Linked DNA regions of Mus musculus: region 1 is linked to region 2. The links are chromatin contacts, called in public HiChIP or PLAC-seq maps. All regions are on one chromosome and are shown on one strand. Each heading gives the region's core, a stretch centred on a gene start, on an enhancer-like site or on the middle of the called end of the contact. The rest is flanking DNA. Distances are from core to core; before and after follow the strand shown. Region 1 overlaps Jag1 (jagged 1). Region 2 overlaps Gm32659 (a long non-coding RNA gene).

Region 1 (4,637 bases), core at 607-3,106, 420 kb after region 2:
GGTGACACCAGCTGTGCAGCTCTGCAACAATGCACATGAAGCCCCACTCTGCTCAGAGTGCACAGGATTCAGGGCCACAGGGTGCCAGGGTAGCACCTCGCTGGTTTTGTAGACTCAAATGGGAAGGAGAATGGCCTCCTTACAGAGCCCTGGATCTCTAAACCAATCTCTGTAGGAAGGAGAGAGGGGAACGGGGAACGGCAACACTGGGAACCAATTCATATATAATTTATGACCCATTACCCAAGCCAGGCATGCTGATTTATAGTTATTTTTCACTTTAGAAAAAAAGAGGGGGGGGGTCAGAAGAGAGGGGCCAAGCTTGATTTGTCTAGCTTTGAGGGAGCTGGGTCTCCTTTCTAAGAGTTCAAGACTTCTTTTGAGGTCAGATGGAATGTCTGATGCCCAAACAAAACCACAAACATGAACCTTCACCTGGGGTGGGACAGGGCAAGGTCTCAAAACCACTTTCCCCTTAAGTTAGTTTCAAGCCCTCTGCAATTTGAACCTCCCTCTCAAAATCAAGCTTTAACAAAGGGCCCTCTTGGAAAGGCAGGGCCCAGCCACCCACCGGCATGCTGATAACAGAGTGAAGATGGAGCAGATGTTGGGCCTGCAGAATCAGCCCAGAGCAGGGCCTAGGGAAATGCAGGATCAGATCCAAAGCCCTGTGAACTTCTCTGCTGTGACTCTTGGGGGGCGGGGAGCGGGGGGCGGGGGCGGAGGGGGAGGGGAGGAACTTTGCTTTCAGTTCCAGAGAGCTGGAGGCAAAGGAGCAAATCCTGGTCATGGGAAAATTATAGAAATCTAGCTATTAGCTAATCACCCAGGCTGAGAAGCCACTGAACCCTTGAGAATCCTGACTACTTCCTAACCTCTATCTACACCCAAACACCGACAGACAACCACTAGAATGTGGGGCTTAAAAGTTAATCAGACACAGGAGTCTGGCATCTCTAAACTAGACCATCAGTTTAAATGACAAATGACTATTGAAAAGACTGATCTAAGGACAGAGTATGCCACTAGATGGGAACCATTCTCTTCAGAGGCAGACACCCAAGTCAGTGGGAGGTAGGAGGGTGGGAAGCCATTCTGTCAGATCAATATTCTTAGCTTAGAAGACATGAGGTAACTGATGGGACCACAATCCTCTGTCCTCCCGCGTTGTCCCAAGTGAAGCGTCACTACACGTCTTCAGTTTGCCTAATAAAACCAAGCCGGACGGCTGAGGACCCAACCAACCTCCTAATTAATGAAGGCTCAATGCCCAAGCCTAAAAAAGCAACCATAGGAGGCCATGGATGACTTCAAACAAGAACAAATAAAAATCCTGACCCTAACAGAGGCATCTACCACGTTATCCCGGGGTAATGATAGATGATTAGCAGCCCCATGAGAAGCTGACGTTCTGGAGATGATGATTCATAATTAAGTTTGATATTATTGTCAGGCTGGCACGAAACCAGTCTGTACACCCAGTAAGGGACAACCCAAGTCCACCTGAGACCAACAAAATCAGTGAAGTTTTCTCCTGTGGGTGAGTCAACAACAACAACAACAACAACAACAAAGCTCATGTAATACATAACCCAAAAGACAACTTACAGGTAACTTGTAATGCAACTATTTCGGGAGCAGGACTCAACCTGAACTTCCTTAGCTGGAAGGTTCTGTTTTGATTTTCTTTCAAGGCAGAGAGAAGGAACTGGGCTGGGAGACTATGCAAATGGCGTGTGGGAAAGTTGCACCTTAAGTAAATAAGAGCACTGGTGCATGTCTGGGCAGGGAGTGGGAGGTGAGACTTCGAAAGAGAAAGGGCTCAATTCTGGAAACAAAGCCTGTTGTTCTGGCTAGGAGGGCCCTCCCCTGCCCAGCAGGGTGTTTATTCTGATGACAGTAGCACACATCTCGCTGATGCTATCGGAGCAGGGAGCAGGCTCAGAGGCTGGAGAATAACTAGCGCTCTTACTTTCTCCAGAACAGCCTTAATTAGCAGAGTCATTGAAGGTAGGTTTCTGCTCCACCTCTGACAAAGATGCTGTTGGATGCCGGGTCAGCTGTGACCAGGCCCGTTCCTTAGTGGGCAAATCCTATTCAGGCTTCCTGGAAATCAACTTTCAAAAGCAGGAAGAAACAATTCCAGGACAACCTGTTCTTAGTTTACTCCCGCTGCCTTGGATCTCTTAAGCATCAAGTTTGCACTCCCATGGTTGGGGAAGAGAACTCAGGGTGGGGCTAAGAGTCATCAAGGTTAAACCTATGGGTGGCTGGTTAAAGCAGTAGCCCGCGTGTTTGCTGAGGGATAAATCACTGAGCAAAGTTGTCAAATACAGACTCCTAGGCCCAACCAAGGCCTGGGAAATCTGTGCCAGTTGTGGGAACTGGGAACCTGCACTTCTAACAATTCTCTGTAAATTCTACAGTTTGGTGACCAAAAACTGTTTTTTTGTTTTGTTTTGTTTTAGTAAGGGCACCAGGCACCTCCTTCTATGGGTTTGTGCCTTTAGACTGTTTCAAAACTGTCTTTGGCTCAAGTCAGTGCAGCCTTTCAGAGCAAAGGTGACAGGACTTGAAGAGGGTCCACTTAGTGTCTCATCAAATTTGCTAATTCTGAAAGGCTTCAGGGAGAATAAAGCCTGAGACCAGTCAAAAATGCCACAGACCCCAAAGGTATTTCCTGAAACAAGTCTTTTTCCAAATTGGCATAATGTACATTTCAAAAAGCCCCCAAAACCGGCATCGGAAGGGGAAACAGGCTGGGTAGGTTTCCGTTTGGTTTCAGTATTGTCCCTGGACCATAAAGAGCAGACTTCAAAGGCCAGCAGCAAAGTCTACATTCATCAGGCTCCACCGAGCAGATTCCAGCACAGCCATTAACCTCCAGCAACAGCGCAGCTCCCACTGCAAAGGGGCCAGGAGATTGTACTAATCCCATTCTAAAGAATGCTGGACTTTTGCCTATTGATGGGAAAAGTGGGGGAGGGTGCCAGAGGAAAAGCCAGGGTGGAGGAGGAGACAGGGGAAACAAAGCTTCGTCCCAGTCCAGTACATTAGCACTTAAGGAAGATTACAAATAGGTCTTACCAATTTACAGAACAGTTAATACACAAAGATGCCAGCTATGCCCATTAAGGATTTTGGTTTGGGGTTTTGACTAAACCCACCCGCCAGCACCAATGAAGAAGGGTGCATTCCACCAAACAGCTGGTATGATTCATTATGCTTCTCATGTGCTTGTTTTGTTTTGTGTTTTCCCCTAATTTTTTCATCCTCCAAAGAAAATAACGAGGCACATTCATAAGGAAGTCAGTTTTTCTGTCTTGCATCAAAGAGAAAGGGAGAGAAAGGGCAGGGGTGGGGTGGGGAGGGGAGAAAGTGATTGATTACTAGAGTTCAATTAGTTGGTCATTTACCTGCAGTCACCTGGAAGTTTACAAGACCCATGCTTGGGACTGCAGCCCTGTCGGCAGATAGCTGGAAAAAAAATCGGAAAGTTACATTAGCGCTGTCTATGCCTTTCGGGCCACAGTTATGTAAATGGTCTAGTACATAGAATTGGGGGCCCAATAAATCCAGGTTCAAACTCCAAGGCCATGTTAGTAGAACCTCAAGTCACAACATTGTTTGGGGACAAATGATTAGGGGGTTCCTCAACATGCTTATTCCTTGAGCCCTGTCAGGGCCTAGTTCCCCCCTCATCAAGAGGAAAAATGAAGATATTCATTCATTCATTTGCCTTCCCTGCCCCAACATGGTCCTAGCATGGTATTTTCAGGTGAGCCTCCCACTAAATGCCTGGTTTCAACAATCCCATGGAGCTAAAAAACCAGGCAAGCTGATCTTGCAGACAAGTAAGCTTACAAGCTGTTCTATACTTGCTCACAGAAAGAAAGAAATCAAGTGGACACTTAAAAAAGAACACAGAACCTCAGTAATTGCTACTGAATTTTAAAATATTGAGCAATTCCTTCTGTCATCAATTCCAGTTTAAGCAAACTACTGTCGCCAGATACCAGGAGACAGGACTACTTCCTCAGAGACCAAATATCCTCTCCTGCATCATTCCACACAATTTAAAGCTAAAAGAAGGAGTTTATCTAATGATTTTCCAAGACCACCAAGGTATATTATATGTCCGTGAGGGCATAGCATCTGTTGTGCTGTGACCTCCAACTCTATTGCTAGGAATTAGAATTATTTAATTCTAGTATAAGGGGCAAAAGACAGTAAGGGACTCCCAAGGTTACCACCTACTTCCCCCGCCTCCTTTAATGCCGCAACCTCAAAGATGCCCAGTGAAACGTGCTGCAGTGACATGTGAGCTCAGTGACAGTCATTGCCCATAGCACTGTCTGTTCAAACACCACTGGCTTGGCCTGGTCCTGTTTGGCATCAGGCTCTTCTCAGAAGCAGTCTGAGGAGGAGATTTGGTAATAGGAGGAAGGAATGGGGAGCCAGATGAGGCCTAAGGAGGAGCTGAGCAAGGATGTGGTCTCAGCTGGGGTCTGACTTCAGTGTGATCCCAGGGGAACCTCCAGAGTGTGAATCTTACTCCACAGTGTTAAAGCAAAGAGGCTGGCCTTCCCAACATCCCCATCCCCCCGTGTCAGCCACTCAGTAACTGTTCGCTGCAG
Region 2 (4,390 bases), core at 515-3,014:
TTGCTAAGAAAAGGAACGAGCTGGTATGGCTACCAACTGGCTGGAAGAGAAATGACTACCACGATGGCTCTTGCTCAGATGAGTGGCAATCACATTGCAGCATGCCAGTACAGACCTTAGGATTCTGTTGTCGACTGGCAGTTGACCAGTTGACTACAATAACTTAGTGGGCTGAATGAGCTACAGTAAGAAGTCCATACGCTTTATAAATGTTGGCATCCCTCCAAGCCTTGAGAAGTACAAAAATATAGAGATAACACTGGCTATACTGTGAGCATGCCGACATCTATTTGAATAACAGCTTTAAAATATTTACATTCCAAAGTAATGGGGTATTTCAGCTTACAGAGAGATCGGGGAAATACTAAAATCTACATCTTACTTAGGTGTCCAGCTTGTTCATAGGTCATGGTGTAATCTGACGTCAGTTCAAGATCATTTCTAGCCAACCAGTTTGAGTGGGAGACAACAGATATTCTGAGGAAAGGTCATTAACTTATGAAGTTGAGCAAGCTCATGGCCTGGTCTTCTTCTTTCTTTACATATTCATCAAACACTTACAATGTGCCAGCCATGGGCACTAGAACAATTCACAAGATAAAGCCCTAGATCCCAAGGAACTCATTCTTTAGAGGAGATGTTCTATTTACAGAACAATAATGCATAATGAAGTAAATGCAAAAGGGGAAAACTCAGCACAGCTGTGATAGACAGGATCTATTTTGGGTAGGATGGCCTTTGAGGCATGGGGGTGGGGGGCACTTTACCTGTGGAGGGGCCATCCAGCATGCCCGAAGACCCAGAGGCAGAGATAGATGATCAGCGGGGAGTTTAAAAAACAGAAACAGCATGACTAGACTAAAGTAAGGGCACATAGAGACCAGAGGGTGAGACATGGCAGGTGGCGATCATGGAGGGTCCTCTCAGCTTAGCACCGACTTTGGACAGGAAGATATGCGGTAAACAATGGTCTTTCTTTGCTTCCAGAATCTTGACTGATGTATGGAGAAATGACAGCTCTCTTCTTTTGGGGGAATCGAGCTGGTATGGCCTAGAGAAACAGAGAGCTTCCCACTGCCTCTCTGTGAGGCAGGACTTAGAACCGGGTCCTTTATGAAACATGTCACTGACCATCTAGCTTGAAGCAAAAGCACATCGAGGCCCCGAGGGGCCTCTTCAATCTGCTGCCACAGTGACTCAGGAGGGAGAAGGGTCCCTCTAGCTCTATCTTAGCAGGAGAGTCTATGGCTCCTGGAGGTGGGAGCTATCCTAAGATGTGTCTTTTGGTTAGTTAATACTGATAGGATCCTAGCTGTAACTACCTTCCAAAGATGGACTGGGAACCAGCAGAATGGTTATTTTGAGGATATTCGAGGCCTCCAGACCCTATTTCCCTTTTTCTAAGTAATACAGATATTCTTAGAGCTTTAAATTATGAGTGCATTTCTACGCTCCTGCAGAATTCAAGCTGGGAGTCTGGGTAGGAAGCTGTTTTTAAGGCCAGAAACTTCTAAGGACTCTTGCTGGCTTTCCCCGATCCTGGAGTGAGGCCTCTGTTATGGCTTAGCTGCTTCAAAAAACCCTGAGTCATTCCAATGGTCCTGTCTCCCCTTTTCCCTCCCGCAGCTCTCCCAGTGCAGAACAATCTAGGAGCAAACACCCTCCTCCCCTCCTGCGTAGCCGCCTCTGCGGACAGAAAGTGGGGGTGGCACAGCCCGGGCAAGCCGGCGGGGAGGGCGCCGGGGACGCGGTGCAGGCTGTGGGCGGAGGAACCGTGTCCCCGGTGCCGCAGTGAGCGGGTGGCGGAGGAACGCGGGCGGGAGGCCTCCTGAGTCACTGCGGCTGCGGGGCGCTGGAGCCTCAACCCCCGCCCTTGCAGGCTGCGGCGGGGGCGAGATGCGGCATCCCCTGGGTCAGGGGTCCCTCCGGCTTTCCAAACAGCCTGTGCTCATTTCCGCGGGGGCCTCGGGGCACTGCACACTCACTGCCCTGTCACTATTTGTTAGTCCTACATCTGCCCCGCGGAGATTCGCCTTAGACCAGAGACTTCTATGCCACCCCCGGGTGGATTCGGGGGCCCTCGCGTTTGGCGAGGTGCCCAGAGCGTCATCAGAATTTGGGAGATCAGTAAACAACACTAAGAGGAAGGAGTGGGGAGAAGAGGAAGGGAAGGGGAGAGCAGAGGGCGGGAGAAGATCAGAAAGACAAAACCTAACAAAACAAAACAAAACAAAATAAAACAAGCAGGAGTAAGCGGGGGTGGGGCATTCCTAATTTGCAGTGCCGAAGCCCACCCTTCGGTTGTATAGAAACTAAAGCCCTCTGTAGCAGTGGGGGTCCTCCCAAGATTTATGTTACTGAAATCAAAGCCAAGGTTCTCGGGGTTGGGGGAAAGTCTTTTGCGTCTTTTGCTCATAAAATATGAGAAGGCTCAAAATGCTGTCCTCAAAATACCACTTGATTGTAAGGCAAACAGACTAGTGGCTCTTGCCTGCTTCTCTACCATAACCTGCAAATCTAGAGCCAGTAAGAGTCTCCGAAAGCATTTAAGTGCCCATTTTACAGGTTAGGAAACAGATTCGGTGAGGGATGTGGGCAAGAATCAAAGAGATGGGGTGGAGTTTCCGCCCCATGTTTTTCCCCTTTGCCTTTCCTTAGCTCTTCACTTCATTTCTCCCATATTAAAATTCTAATAGAAGCCCCGGCCCCACTCCAGGCCCAGAGTTCAACTTCAGTCGGGAAAACAGTGAATTCTGAGTGCCAAGCCCCAAGCAGCCGCAGCTAAACAACCTCCCTCCCCACGCACGCCGAGACTGTCACAGCTGCCAGCCGCAGCTTGACAAGTTTCTGGGGCATCTATGCGCACCGAAAGAGGTGCGTCTCCTGCGGCAACAAGAACAGATTTTTGCCATCTCATCCCCACTTTCGCAGTCTCCAGTTGGCTTCTTGTGATTGGCCAGAACTTTCCCTCTTAGAGATGAGGAGAATCCAGTCCTCCAACCAGCTAAGAGAAAACAACACTCCACCACCTCGCAGCAGCAGACCCGGGACGCTCCACCCCCTCCAATGGCCAGGCTGGAGCCCCACAGGCAGAAAGATCCTCCCTTCCGGAAACTCTGACCATTTAAAGTGGGCACGGGAGGGGGTGGGGTGGGGGATGCAGCCTCTGACCACCAAAGCTAATCTGTTCCATTTAGCCTGTAATTGAGGGTGTCATTGTGTGTCCTTCAGCTTTCAGGAACAAAAGTTCTTCAAAATTGAACTTGAAAAGTTGCCATGGAGGCTGGCAGTTTGTGTTCACCGGAGGTGGTTGCTAATACACGTTAGATTTGGGGCAATTAACCTTGCTGCCTGCCTACCTGAGTCTACACTCCTACAACATCTGAACCACACTCACCTGTGACTTCCCTCAGAATAGGAAACTACTCTTTAAAGTAACCTATAATATTGCCAGGTCCACCAGGGCTAAGGCATAATTAGTTATCAGTAGTCCCAATTTACAAGTAAATCTCTGCTTTGGCTGTGTGTTAGAACCGCTTGGGTTAAAATAATACTGATGCACAGGTTGCCTCTGAAACTATGAAAATCACTGTTGTACAAGTGTTTCCTAATGGTTCCTCCAGGAGACTGTAACACACAATAAACCTGAAAGTATCCTCTCTCATGGAGGGCACCCTTGCCTGTCTCCCAGCTGTCTTCTAGTAACTGTGTCTGATATTCCTCTGGAAACAACACTCAGCAAAGCATCCTAGAGACTGGTTCTCAACCTCTATCTTGCCATCACCTGTAGAAAGTCCCCAGGTAAGTCAAGGCAACACAAAAGACATCACCAGTCTAGTGAATTATATCCATACTCAGCAGAAACAAATGACTTCCTTTTCACAGGCACCATGGGAGCCTCTGTAGTGCAAGACATCCTATCAGAGCTAATTTGTCACATAACTGCATGCTATCTTGTTTTACCCTGAAAAGCAAGTTCTGACATAGTAGAACACCAAACACGTGGTTGTTTGCTGTTCATGGTCAAAAATGCAGAAACAAATGGTACTTTTCAACTTTCCAGTTAATGGCTGTCAAAAAAAGAAGGGTGAGGGAGCTGAAACAGGTATGTCTTGAGTTATTTCTTCAATGAGCATTAAGAGCAACGATAGGAGGGGACTGGAGAGATGGCTCAGCAGTTAAGAGCACAGGTACTGCTTCTTCCCAAGCACCCAGGTTCAATTCCCATCACTCATATAGAAGCTCACAATTGGCTGTAGCTCCAAGTTCTGACATTCTCATATAGACATACATGAAGGCAAAACACTAATGCATATAAAATGAAAAGAAAGAAAGTAAGTAAGAAAGAGAAAAAGAAAGAAGAAAGAAAAGAAAACTTAAAAAGGAGCCA

The links. HiChIP or PLAC-seq counts read pairs in DNA pulled down with a chosen protein or histone mark.
Region 1: a contact with region 2 is called in an H3K27ac HiChIP or PLAC-seq map of epiblast stem cells. The contact joins two enhancer-like sites. A contact is called at or near these places in 4 of 484 Hi-C or Micro-C datasets (embryonic stem cells, muscle stem cells, myocytes and 1 more) and 2 of 115 datasets of contacts at active chromatin or transcription factors (epiblast stem cells and pancreatic cancer cells).

What each region holds. Positions count from the first base shown.
Region 1 is chr2:137,096,640-137,101,276 of GRCm38.p6, forward strand. It overlaps Jag1 (jagged 1), which reads right to left. Exons shown (of 26, transcript NM_013822.5): 5 at 3,417-3,477. Among named protein-coding and RNA genes, the nearest start is that of Jag1, 18 kb to the right of the region's middle. Within about 2 kb of position 1,857, at least 65 of the 459 cell types and tissues checked have an H3K27ac peak or open chromatin away from gene starts, as enhancers often do. A contact at or near this core is called in embryonic stem cells, epiblast stem cells, muscle stem cells and 1 more, where this site is marked.
Region 2 is chr2:136,677,022-136,681,411 of GRCm38.p6, forward strand. All of the region lies in intron 2 of Gm32659 (a long non-coding RNA gene), which reads right to left. Among named protein-coding and RNA genes, the nearest start is that of Snap25, 34 kb to the right of the region's middle. Within about 2 kb of position 1,765, at least 280 of the 459 cell types and tissues checked have an H3K27ac peak or open chromatin away from gene starts, as enhancers often do. A contact at or near this core is called in embryonic stem cells, epiblast stem cells, muscle stem cells and 1 more, where this site is marked.